Regions from separate parts of the Macaca mulatta genome. Here region 2 is linked to region 1. The links are chromatin contacts, called in public Hi-C maps. All regions are on one chromosome and are shown on one strand. Each heading gives the region's core, a stretch centred on a gene start, on an enhancer-like site or on the middle of the called end of the contact. The rest is flanking DNA. Distances are from core to core; before and after follow the strand shown. Region 1 holds the start of USF2 (upstream transcription factor 2, c-fos interacting). Region 2 holds the start of FFAR1 (free fatty acid receptor 1).

The links. A called contact is a pair of places that touch in the nucleus more often than the background predicts.
Region 2: a contact with region 1 is called in a Hi-C map of blood, with 3 times the contacts expected there. The contact joins the promoter of FFAR1 here to the promoter of USF2 in region 1. A contact is called at or near these places in 2 of 14 Hi-C or Micro-C datasets (blood and cortical neurons).

What each region holds. Positions count from the first base shown.
Region 1 is chr19:46,537,635-46,544,953 of T2T-MMU8v2.0, forward strand. It overlaps USF2 (upstream transcription factor 2, c-fos interacting), which reads left to right and starts at 3,577. Exons shown (of 12, transcript XR_013410488.1): 1 at 3,577-3,778; 2 at 4,050-4,096; 3 at 4,185-4,303; 4 at 4,427-4,627; 5 at 5,059-5,209; 6 at 5,332-5,419; 7 at 5,689-5,747. It overlaps LSR (lipolysis stimulated lipoprotein receptor), which reads left to right. Exons shown (of 10, transcript XM_077982169.1): 6 at 954-1,127; 7 at 1,274-1,333; 8 at 1,431-1,562; 9 at 1,722-2,344; 10 at 2,434-2,573. The coding sequence ends at 2,469. LOC144337408 (protein FAM187B-like) reads right to left here and starts at 3,085. Exons shown (of 2, transcript XM_077982217.1): 1 at 2,936-3,085.
Region 2 is chr19:46,625,738-46,632,330 of T2T-MMU8v2.0, forward strand. FFAR1 (free fatty acid receptor 1) reads left to right here and starts at 1,394. Exons shown (of 4, transcript XM_077982205.1): 1 at 1,394-2,247; 2 at 3,125-3,327; 3 at 3,541-3,747; 4 at 4,105-6,269. The coding sequence starts at 4,487. The coding sequence ends at 5,389. It overlaps CD22 (CD22 molecule), which reads left to right. Exons shown (of 17, transcript XM_077982154.1): 17 at 1-272.

The DNA of each region.
Region 1 (7,319 bases), core at 2,327-4,826:
TCTCTGGCAGAGGCCCTGTTACATCTGCTGCTGCCACAGCCTCTGCCACTGATGAAGTTGCAGGCTGCCTGCGCTAATGAATGGGCTTCCTCTAGGCTGTGCACTTAGCCTTCTGCTTCCAAACCAAATCAGAGGTGAGGCACCCTCTCTGGGCCCATCTCTTTCCTCCATTTACCTGTTGGGGTCCCAGGGAGGAAGCCACTTGCCTAGGGCCCAGGAACTTTGCAAGCGTCTTGCCCTAGGGAGGAGGATCTTGCCTCGAGCTGTCAAGCCTAGACCCTGACAGGGCGGGTAGGAATGGGTGCAGTCCATGAGTTAGAAACACTGGAGGAGACACTGCTGCTTGGCCAGGGCAGGCAAGTTAACTCCTGAGGCTCCTGCCATTGCATCTCGGTCTGGAAGGTGACCAGGTGGGCAGGATGCACGTCTCCCAGATGACTCATTTTTTCTAGAGCAGGGGCTTGGCCGCCAAAGAGGATACATGATTTTGGCTTGTGGGGACAGTGGTGGACGCAGCACCTGGGCTTTATATAAAGGGGCAGCTTTGTTGCCCTGTAAACACACAGACCATGGGTGGCCACTTCTTCCAGTAAGTTAGCTGGGGAGTTGGAAGTTTAGGTAAAACCTTTTGATTGGCAAACGCTGGCAAATCACCATGCTGTTAAATGAAACATTGTCCTGCCACCCTGGGGCCGTGGGCTGCCTGTGTGCACCCTCTGAAAAACCACACAGGAAGTGGGGTGGGGTCTCTGTGAAGCTGGTGTCCCCCAACCTCAGGGATGCTGCAGAAATGGAATGAGGACCAGCAGGGACTCAGATGCCCACGGAAGCTCTACAGTGGAGAGGGCGGCTTGGGAAGGAGGTCCAGGCCCAGGTCCCTCTGAAAGCCAATGGGTATGGGGCAGCCTGGCTCCTGCCCCACCCGCCTTCTCATGTTCATTGTGTCCTCACAGTGTATGCCGCCGGCAAAGCAGCCACCTCAGGTGTTCCCAGCATCTATGCCCCCAGCACCTATGCCCACCTGTCTCCCGCCAAGACCCCGCCCCTACCAACTGTGATTCCCATGGGCCCTGCCTACAACGGGTACCCTGGAGGGTACCCTGGGGACCTCGACAGGAGTAGCTCAGGTGAGGCTGGGGGAAGCAGGAACAGCTGGTGGGGGTGTGCTGGGCATCTGGACACTGAGGGGCAGGGGCTGGAAGGAAGAGGGTCTTGGGAGCCGAGGAGGGGCTCTGCTCCTGGTGAGCAGCAGCTGACAGCCACTCTCCCCCAGCTGGTGGCCAAGGTTCCTACGTACCCCTGCTTCGGGACACAGACAGCAGTGTGGCCTCTGGTGAGAATCCATCATCCCAAAGTTGGATGTGCCTGTAAGGGAGAGGGCTGGGCCAGGATCCATCCTCCCAAACCGACCACCACCACCCTGTCCTTAGAAGTCCGCAGTGGCTACAGGATTCAGGCCAGCCAGCAAGATGACTCCATGCGGGTCCTGTACTACATGGAGAAGGAGCTGGCCAATTTCGACCCTTCTCGACCTGGCCCCCCCAATGGCCGTGTGGAGCGGGGTGAGCAGGAGCCTTGGGGTCTGACGGCTTTTAAGCTTGCGGGGGGGAGGGGGGAAGCATGTCTCCCTGATACCTGCCCCAGGGACTCTTGGTGCAAACCCTGGACCTGGGCAAACCTGGGCTCCTCCAGTAGTCAGTGACACCCCCCCTTCCCTGCAGCCATGAGTGAAGTCACCTCCCTCCATGAGGACGACTGGCGATCTCGGCCTCCTCGGGGCCCTGCCCTCACCCCGATCCGGGATGAGGAGTGGGGTGGCCACTCCCCCCGGAGTCCCAGGGGATGGGACCCAGAGACCCCCAGGGAGCAGGCAGGCGGGGGCTGGCGGGCCAGGCGGCCCCGGGCCCGCTCCGTGGACGCCCTGGACGACCTCACCCCGCCAAGCTCCGCCGAGTCAGGGAGCAGATCTCCCCCGAGTAGTGGTGGGAGGAGAGGCCGGGCCTACATGCCCCCGCGGAGCCGCAGCCGGGACGACCTCTATGACCAAGAAGACTCGAGAGACTTCCCACGCTCCCGGGACCCTCACTACGACGACATCAGGTCTCGGGAGCGCCTCCCTGCCGACCCCAGGTCCCACTACCACCGTACCCGGGACCCTCGGGACAACGGCTCCAGGTCCGGGGACCCCCCCTATGATGGGCGGCTACTGGAGGAGGCCGTGAAGAAGAAGGGGTCGGGGGAGAGACGGAGACCCTACAAGGAGGAAGAGGCCTACTATCCGCCCGCGCCGCCCCCGTACTCGGAGACCGACTCGCAGGCGTCCCGCGAGCGCAGGCTCAAGAAGGTGAGGGCCGCCCTCCCTGGCGTCCAGATCGTCCCTGGGTCCCCAGCCGGTCCCCGCGGCTCATACCCTTCTTCCTTTCTCCCTTGCAGAACCTGGCCCTGAGTCGGGAAAGTTTAGTCGTCTGATCTGACGTTTTCTACGTAGCTTTTGTATTTTTTTTTTAATTTGAAGGAACACTGATGAAGCCCTGCCATGCCCCTCCCGAGTCTAATAAAACGTATAATCACAAGCTCTGGAGAGAACCATTTGTTCAGCCGCGTAGGGCGGGGAACGGGGACTGCTCCCGTGTGTGTCTGTAAACCCCGCGTCCCGGGGGCGCCGGAGTCCCGGGCCGGGAAGGAGAGACCCAGCCTGGCCCGGCCCGCGCCCGCGCCCGCGCCGCCGGCCGGAGAACGTGCCCCGCCGCGCAGCCGCCGCCCGCCTGCGTGCGCGCCCCAGCCCCGCCCAGGCGTGCGCATGCGCCCCGGTCCTCCGCCTTCGCGCTCCGCAGGCCGACTGCCGGGAGCGCGCGCGCGCGCCCCTCTCCCATTCCAGCCCATCCCCCCACCCCCCACCGACCTACTTTACTGTCTCCAAACTCAGGCAGCCCACCTGGCCCCCGGCGACCCGAGCCCCTGCTCCGGGTTCCCCGACGTTCCATCCGGACCCTCGTTTCACCCGGGCGGCGCGCGGCGACCTCGCGCCCCGCGGAGCCCCGGGCCTGCGCGCGCCCGCCCGCCCCCGGAGACAGCCAGCGCGCGCGCTCCCGGGCCGCCTCCCCCAGCGCGCGTCCGCCCCGGGCTCGCGCCTCCGCCGCCGCCGCCGCCGCCGCCGCGCGCGCGCAGCTCAAGTAAAGGAGGAAAAAAAAAAGGGGGAAAAATAGAAAGCGGCGGCGGCTGCAGCAGCGATCCGCCGCCGGACTGGGCCAGGCCGGGCGGCGGCTGCGCGAGCCGGCGATCCAGGGCACCGGCGGCGGCCAGCCAGGGCGGGCCGTGTTCAAAAAAAAAAGTCGCGGCGGCGGCGGCTGCTCAGGGAAGGAGGCCCGAGGGCCGCGTGCAGCGGGCGGGCGGGCGGGCGGGCTGGGGGCGGCCGCGCGGCGTCCCGGAGCCTCGGGCCGCCCGGAGCCGGCGGGCGGGTGGAGGCGGAGGCGGCGGCGGCTGCAGCGGCTGCAGGAGCGGCGGCGGCTGCGGCGGCGGCATCTCCTCCTCACATGACCCCACTGTTTGTCCCCGTGATCAGCGCGAGCGGCTCCCGTATCTCCTCCGTCCCCTCCTGCCGCGCGGCGTGAGCGCCGGGCTCCGGGCCCCCCCGGCCGCCCGCCCCCTCCCCTCCCTCCCTCCCCTCCCCTCCCCTCCCCCCCGGGCCCCGCGCCCCCCCCGCCCCCGCCCCCCCCATGGACATGCTGGACCCGGGTCTGGATCCCGCTGCCTCGGCTACCGCTGCTGCCGCCGCCAGGTAAGATCCCCGGCCTGGCCGTGCCCCCGCGCCCCGGCCCCGGCCCCGCGGCCTGCAGGCCGGGGCCGCCATGATCCCGAGCGGCCGCGGGCCCGGCTCAAAATGGAGGCCGCCGAGGCGGGGGGGGACCCGGCGTCTCCCGCCCCCAGACCCCGGCCCCGGCAGCGCCCCCGGCCTCAGGCGCAGCCGGGAGGGACGGGGGCCCTGCAGCTGGGCACGGGGGCGGGGGCGCGAGCCGCGCTCATCCCGCTCCCTCCTGTGCCCCCGGCAGCCACGACAAGGGACCCGAGGCGGAGGAGGGTGTCGAGCTGCAGGAAGGTGAGTGTTTGCGGGGCCGGCCGCGCCCGGGGAGGGCTGGGGGCGCCCGGCGCGGCCGTGATCGTGCCCCGACCCTCCTCGGCCCCAGGCGGGGACGGCCCAGGAGCGGAGGAGCAGACAGCGGTGGCCATCACCAGCGTCCAGCAGGCGGCGTTCGGCGACCACAACATCCAGTACCAGTTCCGCACAGAGACAAATGGAGGACAGGTGAGCTGCGGGCCGCGAGGGCGGGCGAGCGAGCGAGCGAGCGAGCAGGCGGGCGGGCGGGCGCGCCGGGAAGGCTCGGACCTGGCCCCAGCGCCGGCCTCGCCGCTCTGCCGCCCCCTGCAGGTGACATACCGCGTAGTCCAGGTGACTGATGGTCAGCTGGACGGCCAGGGCGACACGACTGGCGCCGTCAGCGTCGTGTCCACCGCTGCCTTCGCGGGGGGGCAGCAGGCTGTGACCCAGGTGGGTGTGGACGGGGCAGCCCAGCGCCCGGGCCCCGCCGCTGCCTCTGTGCCCCCAGGTCCTGCAGCGCCCTTCCCGCTGGTAGGTGCCCTGCCACCCCTGGACGGGGGGTGGAGAGGGGACACTGGCTCTGCTCTTGGGGATCCCCGGGGGTGGGGCAGGTGTCGCCCAGGAGATGCTGCCTTCAAGCCTCAGGCTGCATGGGGTCAGATTCCTCTTGTGCACCTTGAAACCTGGGGATGGTGCTCTTGGAATTTTTTTTTTCTGCAAAATGGGAATGATGTGTCTAAGAGGAAAGTTTCTTAGAGTGCAAAACGGATTGGCTCAGCAAGTGATCGCTGACCTCCTGCCATGTTCCAGGGCTGTCTGAGACACAGGACAGAATGCTACTCGCAGAAGGAGTCCCCACTCCTGTTAATTGCGGAGAATGCAGTAAACCCCGAGCACAGCAATGAGGGGACCGGATAGAGGAACAGAGAAAGCTAAGGGTAGTCTCTGTCCTCCTACTACAGGCTGTGATCCAAAATCCCTTCAGCAATGGTGGCAGCCCTGCGGCCGAGGCTGTCAGCGGGGAGGCACGATTTGCCTATTTCCCAGCGTCCAGTGTGGGAGATACTACGGCTGTGTCCGTACAGACCACAGACCAGAGCTTGCAGGCTGGAGGTGAGGAGAGGAAGAAGCCAGGTTGGCAGGTCGGGGAGGCAGCGGGCCCAGCAGGGAGGGAAGCCCCTGCAACCAGTTCTGACTTCACCCTGTCTTGCCACTAACCCCCACTATCCCTGCAGGCCAGTTCTACGTCATGATGACGCCCCAGGATGTGCTTCAGACAGGAACACAGAGGACGATCGCCCCCCGGACACACCCCTACTCTCCGTATGTGCAGGGGACACCAGGCGGGCCTGGCATTGGAACTGAAGGGAGGGGTTTCTGGAGTAGAAGCTGGGCAGTTAGCATGAAGCGGGCACATGGTGTAATTTTTTTTCTTTGCCTGTTTCTGCTTCTTTAGTGCACATAAAGTATCATCTCATTTCTGCACACGGATTTACCTGAAAAAGATAATTTTTTAAGTCTAATACTTAACAAATGCTTGGGCAAACAAATCTGTGATAATACATGCCCCTTTTTTTTCCCTCCTTTTCTAGAAAAATTGATGGAACCAGAACACCCCGAGATGAGAGGAGAAGAGCCCAGCACAATGAAGGTGAGGACAAGGTGTGGCTCCGGGTCCCCCCCGACCACCGCCCTCACAGGCTCAGCCAGCCCCGGGGTGTGGAGTGACAGAGAGGGAAGCCACTCCTGGCAGGCCACAAGTGCTCCAGAGGGCTTTGCTGGACGCTGTAAAGGTAGAAAGTGAGCAACGAGGGGAGAGTACAGTGTCAGAAATAGAGGGACAGGGAGTGTGAACTGGAACTGGCCATGTGTTGACTCGGCTGGTGATCTTGAATTCATGGCCCACATCTAAGATGGTGGATTTCATGTTCCCATATGGATTGCCTGCCCCACTTGAAAATTGGGGCTGACCAGGCTCACCTGAGCTGACCTTTCCACGTGGCAGCTGTCATGCTCACATCCCTCATTCCCATGCCTGCCTGGCCTCCAGAAGTAGGTCTGTTCCCCCAGGGAGCACATCTGAGGCAGAAACTGCATGAAGCTCTGCCTCTGGCTGCCTAAGGCCGGAGCATCCTGCCCTTTCCAGAAACACCAAGTCTCACCTCAGGTCATTTGGCCTTCGACACTGTCCCCTCACCACCACCCCGCCTGTCAGTAGCCACTGTAGTGGGCACAGCAGCATGCAAGTGCCAGGGGAGTGCTTATACCCAAACAACCATCATTCAACAAATATTTACTGCCCATGGGTTCTGGGCCGAGCGGCACAAGCCCTGTGCCAGGTCTGGAGTCTGGCCTGGAGCGTTGGGGAGGCTCGAAGGCCGGCGGGCTCATGTCTCACGGGTCTCATGGGACATTGATGGGGAGTGGGCTGGGGTGAGGCTTCCCCAGGGAGAGGGGAGTTTGGGTCAGGTTACTTTGTGGGGTGCTGGTTTGGTTGTGGGAGAAGTTCCATCTGGAATGCCTCAGGAGGGAAGATCGGGGAAGATCAGGAAGGCCTTAAATGCCTGAGTGAGGCGCTGAATCTCAGTCCTAACGGTGGCCATGGGGCTGGGGTCTGTGGCCCAGGTCGTTGTGTTCTGAGCAGTTCCTCTCTGAGCTCAGGCATTCATTCAGCGTGTGCATACTACGGCCAGCCCCCGTTTTGCGTCTTCAGATACGGCAGTGCAGCAGGTAATAGGCCAGACGAGGTCTCAGCTCTCTGTGCGTGTTCTGGTGGGAGAGATGGGAGTCATACACAGCCAAAGCAGGCATCAGGCAGCACAGGCAGTCACAGGCAGGAGAGGAAAGCTGGGGAAGGAGGTGGCGGGTGATGGCGGCATGGCACTGTGCTCTGAAGGGCTCTTCGAGAGGTGACATTGAAGCAGAGTCCTGAAGGGACCTGAGGGAAGGGGCCTGTTGAGAACCTCAGGAGAGTGCTGGGCAGAGGGAAGAGCTAGGACACAGGCCAGGCCCTGAACCGGGACCGCCGTGGTGTGTCTGCAGAAGAGCAGAATTCAGGAAAAGAAAGAGGAAGTCGGCGCAGTGGAGGGGGCTGCCCAGGCCAGATGGTGGAGGACCTTGGAAGAAGTCCCTAGTGTGGCTGTCTGGACTCCTGTGGTTTTATTCCAGGGTGATGAGAAGCCAGCGGAGGGGTTTGTGCGTGGAGGCTGCTGGCAAGGGTGGT
Region 2 (6,593 bases), core at 144-2,643, 86 kb after region 1:
GTCCCCTACCCCTGATCTGACATCCCCAGTCACAAATACTATGCCCAGTTTCTGCCTCTGGGGGAGAGCCCAGAAAAGGACAGAAATGAAGTAGGAAAGGGCCCGGTTCTGGCCTGGCTTCCCCTCTGGAAGTGAGGCATTGCACAGGGAGGCGTACATAACAGCAGCCCCTTGACTCCAAGGACTCCGGGTTTGAGACGGACACACTGGTATGGATTAACATGCCATGGAGACAGAGCTCACAATAAAAATGGCTCAGATGCCACTTCAAAGAACCAGCGAACGCTTTTCAGTCTGTGGAGTCAGAGTGGGGATGAGGAGAGGGGAAAGGCTTCACGGGGCCTGGGGGGAAGGAAATGGAGTCACCGTGGTTTAGTGATCAGACCAGCAGATTAGAGAGTCTGGTGTCTTGTTAGGAAAAGCATACTGGCTCTGCAGGCAGACAAGCGTGAGAGCTTGAATCTTGATTCTTTGGCTTAACTAGCCCGGTGATCTTGGCAGGGTTCACCAGCTTGCCTGAGCCTCGTTTTCTCCATCTGTAAAGTGGAGAGGGAGAGACCACTGCCTACCACGCAGGTGGCCCACGATAGGAAGTGAGGCATCGTCTTATATATGCTGGAGCCACACTGAGACCCAGCACAGAAACTGAAAGTCCCCCAGAAAACAAACCCCCGTCCTTTATTTGCATTTCTCGAAGAATGTGAAAAGGGGAAGCCAGTTCAAATCGGCTCTTCCCAAAAGTGACGCTACTCAGTTCTTGCACAACCCATAGCTGCCAGAGAAAGTCCTGAAGACCAGCCACCCTGAGAAACCTCACAGCTTATCTGTCGTTCAAGGTCCTCTGCACCCGTTCCCTAATTCTCTTCACTGATTCAGACTTTCCAGTTAGGTGCCCCAGCTCCCCTCTCGCTTCTCAGGTTTGATCTTTCTCCACCCATTCACCTGCTTCGGCAAAGGGGCCCATTCTCCTTAGAGGGCAGGGGTGTGATTATCTGACCATCAAGGAGATCGGCTCCTGGCATGTGGCAGGTTTCCCCAAACTGCCACCTTCCTTTCCCATCCTCCTTTCCCTCCCATCTCTGCTCAGTACCTGGATGGTAACTCTAGGAATTATGGTGCAGGGAGGCCTTGATCTCCCCATCAATCCACTTTGTCCCTTGTTTGATTTCTCATGAGCACCATTAACTTTTCTGGAGGCAGGTGAGACTTTAAGAACTATTTAAAGGCCAGGCGTGGTGGATCACGCCTGTAATCCCAGCACTCTGGGAAGCCGAGGTAGGCGGATCACCTGAGATCAGGAGTTCAAGACCAGCCTAGCCAACATGGCAAAATCCTCTCTCTACCAAAAATACAAAAATTAGCCGGGCATGGTGGTTCCCACCTGTAATCTCAGCTACTTGGGAGGCTGAGGCAGCAGAATCGCTTGAACCCAGGAGGTGGAGGTTGCGGTGAGCCGAGATCACACTACTGCACTCCAGCCTGGGTGACAGAGCAAGAGTCCGTCTCAAAACAACAACAACAACAACAACAACTGTTTAAATGAGACAGGGAGGGTATTGGGGTGTCTGTGCCCAAAATGAGGTCTGATGTCATTCAACCCTTTTTTCATTTACTCGGCACACAGATACTGAGCACCTGGAAATGCACCCAGTACAGAGCCAGTTGTTAGGGCACCAAAAAGATAAGGCATAGGACCAACCTTGGGGATCTGTAGTCTAGGGCTGCCAAGGGTTTTTAAGGCAAGACCCCCTGAAGGGAGCTGAGGCAGTCCTAAGCCTGAAGGGCCTGGCTCAGGCTCCCTGGCAACCATCGAGCGTCTTCCCCTTCCCACCCTGTCCCTCAGCACAGCTGCTGACATAAACCTACTACATGGCTGATTGACCATGAGATGTGGCCATCAATAGACATTGCTGAAGCATGAAGAACAGGTGCCCAGGAAGCTGGGCGGCCAGGACTCCAGACGCAAGCCGCCGCCCTCCACAACCCCAGCTCTCACCGTCCTCCCAGGGTCCAGATAATGGATCGTGCAATTAGGTTCCCAAACACCTGCTGTGCAACATGCAGTAAACAAAGCAGACCAAAGCCTTTGCCCTCAGGAGGCCCGGCATTCTAGCTCAGGAGCCAGCCAAGACGATGTCGCACTGAAGACAGACAACAAAAGTGAGATTCACGGGAGGGATCAGTGTGGCTGAGGCACCCGGGAAGGCCCTTGGAGGAGGTGACCTTGGGCAAAGATCCAGACGCCAGGTGGGTGGAGCCAAAGCAGAGATGATCTGGAAAACCCAACAGGTCCCCGGGGCTTCACTTTTGCTATAGGAGGGGAAATGGCACTGCTTTGGATTCTTCCTCGGTTTTGTCCCTTTCTCGGTTCCCAACAACAGACGGAACAGTAGGAGGCCGATTCTCTGCTCACAGCGGGTGCTACACCCCATGCGCGGCTCCCGCTGGGGGAGAAAAAGGAGAGCATGGACCAATTTAGTGACTCCAAGGTGTGAAAAGCAGTGAGATGGTGTCTTTGAGGGAGTTAGTGACAGGCTGAGACCCCCTTGCTGTTCCCCCTGAAGCCTGGTGACTGGAGCTGCCAGGAGGCCACACAGAGAGAGGCTGATGATGGGAGACCTGGAATTTGGAAGGGGCAGAGTGGTCAGGTGACCGACACATGCCTGAGAAAACTGATGTGGAGAGGCTGTGTTGTCATTCTCAGGCAGGAAACAGACAGACAGACAGACAGAGACATGGGCACAGTGAGAGACAGGGGCAGAATCACAGAGCAGAGCTGGCTTCTCACCAGCAGGCATGGGCACACCTGAGAGAGCATCCAGAGAGGTTAGAAATCTTCCTTAGGTCCTCCTGGGAGACTCAGGTGACCCAAATGGGAAACATGAAAGGCTGGGAGGATTCCCAGGGCTGAGAGAAGGAAGTTACACAGCCGGCCGGTGCCACATTCCTTGTGCCTCAGGGAGTGCCCCCCAATGTCCCCAGCCATGCACCCTGGGGGGAGTCAGCTTGGACATTTGTGCCACCCCTTGTCAGGCAAAGTGGGGGCCACAACCTGGGTCCTCCAGTGCCAGCCAGCAGAGGCTGCCCCCATCCCTTGCCTTCCTCCTCCTGCTCCTTTCTCCAGCCCTGGAAAGGTCAGAAGTCACCATCCTGGAACTAGAGGGGAAGGAGAGGCAGAACAGAGGGGCCCCTCCTTGCAAAAACGAAAACAAGCCCACAACCTGTGCAGAGCTGCACCTGGGTGTGATCACTCCTTATCCCACACACCCACTGCCACGTGGAGATGGCTTCATGGCTGCGGTCACGGGGCACCCTGTGTTGTCAGAGGTGAGCCAGTGAGACCCGGGGCCTGCCCAGGGGTGCATCGAGGGTGGAGCAGACCTGGCCCCAGCGCGGGTATAAACAAGCAGGAGGGCCGGGGAGGGACTAGCACTGGGTTGTGGCCGAGCCCCCAAGCCCTGCTGTTGCAAGGCACTGGCTACACACCCGGTCCCTACCCAGACAGGACCCCGATTCCTCCCTAGCCCCTCTGTGTTCCAGCATCTTCCCAGCCCCTCACCTCCTCTGGTGTGGCCTCACCTCCAGCCGGGATGCCCCATTAGCTGCTCACCCAAGCTGCTAGAACCTCAGGCTAATGGCCCTGCCACCCGCCCTCCTCCCCTTCCGGCTCACTGCTCATCCCGGGCATCCTCCATCAGCCCGCTGAGGGGACTGCTGAGCCTCACAGACATCTGGCGGTGCCAGGAGGTGGGTCCCTCTCTCTGTGGTTCCTCTCTTCACCTAACTGTTCCCCAGACCTCCAGACCCCTGCCCAGGTGGCCCCTGAGAACTGCTAAGCTCAACCATGACATGGATGGGGCCCAGCTGACCCTTGAGCTCTCCCTGGGGGACCCCCTTTTCCTGCCCCTGGCCACACCCTCACGTCATCCACACCCTTCTCCTCCCTGCTGCCCTGCCGTCTTTCCACTGTGGGGGAGCAGCTCTTGCCTTGCCAGGGAACCGGGGAGGGCAGTGGGCTCAGGAGTCAAACTCCCATTCCCAGGGAAGGCTCAGGCTGTGGGGCCCAGCCCTGTTCTGAATTCTCTCCACCCCTTCTCCCCACAGAGTCTCAGAAGTGGAGAAGCCTTCTTCCTCTGCACCACCCAGCCATGCACCCTGGGGGAGTCGGCTTGGACATCTGTGCCACATCCTATCTCCTGTGACACTCCAGGAGCTTCCCTGGTTTTAAGAAGTGATATGGTGGAGAGAAAGCACAGGACTAGGGGCCACAGGTCCCAGCTTCTCATCCAGGCTCGGCGGCTCCCTGGCTGCTGCCTTCCACTGTGGGCCTCCGTTTCCTCGGTGATCTCATCAGGTGAATTCTAATCCTCCAGGCAGGGCTGGAACCGGTCAGTGATCCCAGGAGCCCCTCCTCTTAGGGGCCCCAAGATCTGAGACCAGGGAGCCAGCTGCACACAGGAGCCCTGCAGGCCAGGACAGTGGCCCCATGGACCTGCCCCCGCAGCTCTCCTTTGCCCTCTATGTGGCGGCCTTTGCGCTGGGCTTCCCGCTCAACGTCCTGGCCATCCGAGGCGCGAGGGCCCACGCCCGGCGCCGTCTCACCCCCAGCCTGGTCTACGCCCTGAACCTGGGCTGCTCCGACCTGTTGCTGACAGTCTCCCTGCCCCTGAAGGCGGTGGAGGCGCTGGCCTCCGGGGCCTGGCCTCTGCCGGCCTCACTGTGCCCTGTCTTCGGGGTGGCCCACTTTGCTCCACTCTATGCCGGCGGGGGCTTCCTGGCCGCCCTGAGTGCAGGCCGCTACCTGGGAGCGGCCTTCCCCTTGGGCTACCAAGCCTTCCGGAGGCCGTGCTATTCCTGGGGAGTGTGTGCGGCCATCTGGGCCCTCGTCCTGTGTCACCTGGGTCTGGTCTTTGTGTTGGAGGCTCCGGGAGGCTGGCTGGACCACAGCAACACCTCCCTGGGCATCAACACACCGGTCAACGGCTCTCCCGTCTGCCTGGAGGCCTGGGACCCGGCCTCTGCCGGCCCGGCCCGCTTCAGCCTCTCTCTCCTGCTTTTTTTCCTGCCCTTGGCCATCACAGCCTTCTGCTACGTGGGCTGCCTCCGGGCACTGGCCCACTCCGGCCTGACCCACAGGCGGAAGCTGAGGGCCGCCTGGGTAGCCGGCGGGGCCCTCCTCACGCTGCTGCTCTGCGTAGGACCCTACAACGCCTCCAATGTGGCCAGCTTTCTGAACCCCAATCTGGGAGGCTCCTGGCGGAAGCTGGGGCTCATCACGGGTGCCTGGAGTGTGGTGCTCAACCCGCTGGTGACCGGTTACTTGGGAAGGGGTCCTGGCCTGAAGACAGTGTGTGCGGCAAGAACGCAAGGGAGCACGTCCCAGAAGTAACGCCATCGCTCAGGGGAAGGAGCATGAGGCAGGAGGGCCCGGCTGCGTCTCCAGGCCCCTGCGGAGGGCTGCTTCGGAGGAACTGCAGGGCAGCCTGGCCCGGAGGCCTCCCTGGAGCCACTCAAGCGGAGAGCGGCGCCTGCTGAGGGCAGCACCCCAGTCAAGAGAGGAGCACGGAGCCAAAGCAAGGCGGCAGGGGGAGGTAAGCTTGCCCCCGCACACGTCGGCCCCTTTCTCGTCTGTCTGTCTCTGCCCTCTGCACGTCCTCACCTGCCTGTCTTCAGTGGGCCGCGAGCAGAGGCCTTGTACTTACGGGAAGGAGGAGGCAATCTGTTTCTGACCCACACGAGCGGTCACTCCGGTGATGCACTTGAGGACACGCTACGCTGAAATCAGTTGCCAGGTGAGAACATTTGATTTCAGAGTAGGAGAGGAGGCAGGAGGCAGGATAATGACACTGTTATACCACGTGAAACTCGCAAGGGGGCAGCCTTGGAGCTGGGAACGGAGGCTGGCCGGAAAAGATGTTTCAGCCGGGGAGGGAAAATGCAAGGTCCCGCAGTGATGGGCAGCGGCCACGCAGTTGACTCTTGAACAACGTGGGGATGGGGTGCCGAACCCCCACGCAGTGGGAAATCTGTGCATAACTTTGACTCCCCCCAAAGTTCAACTACTAATAGCCTATTGTTGACCAAAAGCTTTACTCAGTATATAAACAATTGAGTAAGACAATTTGAAGCCAGACACAGTGGCTTATGCCTGTAATCCCAGCACTTTAGGAGGCTGAGGCGGGAAGACTGCTTGAAGCCAGGAGTTCAAGACCAGCCTGGGCAACATAGTGAGACCCCACCTTTACAAATAATAAAAATAAAAATAATTAGTTGGGCGTGGTTGTGCGTGCCTGTAGTCCCAGCCACTCAGGAGGCTGAGGTGGGAGGATTGCTTGAGCCCAGGATTGAGGCTGCAATGAGCCGTGATCGCACCACTGCACTCCAGCCTGAGTGACAGAGCAAGACCCTGTCTCTGGAAAAAAAAAAGAAAAAAGACATATTTTGTATGTTATATGTATTATGTGCTGTATTCTTACAAGAAAGTAAGCTAGAGAAAAGTACATGTTACTGAAAACATTATTAGAAAGAGAAAATACCTTCACAGCACTGTGCTGTATTTATCCATACCGTAAGTTTATGCTGTCTCTTTATAA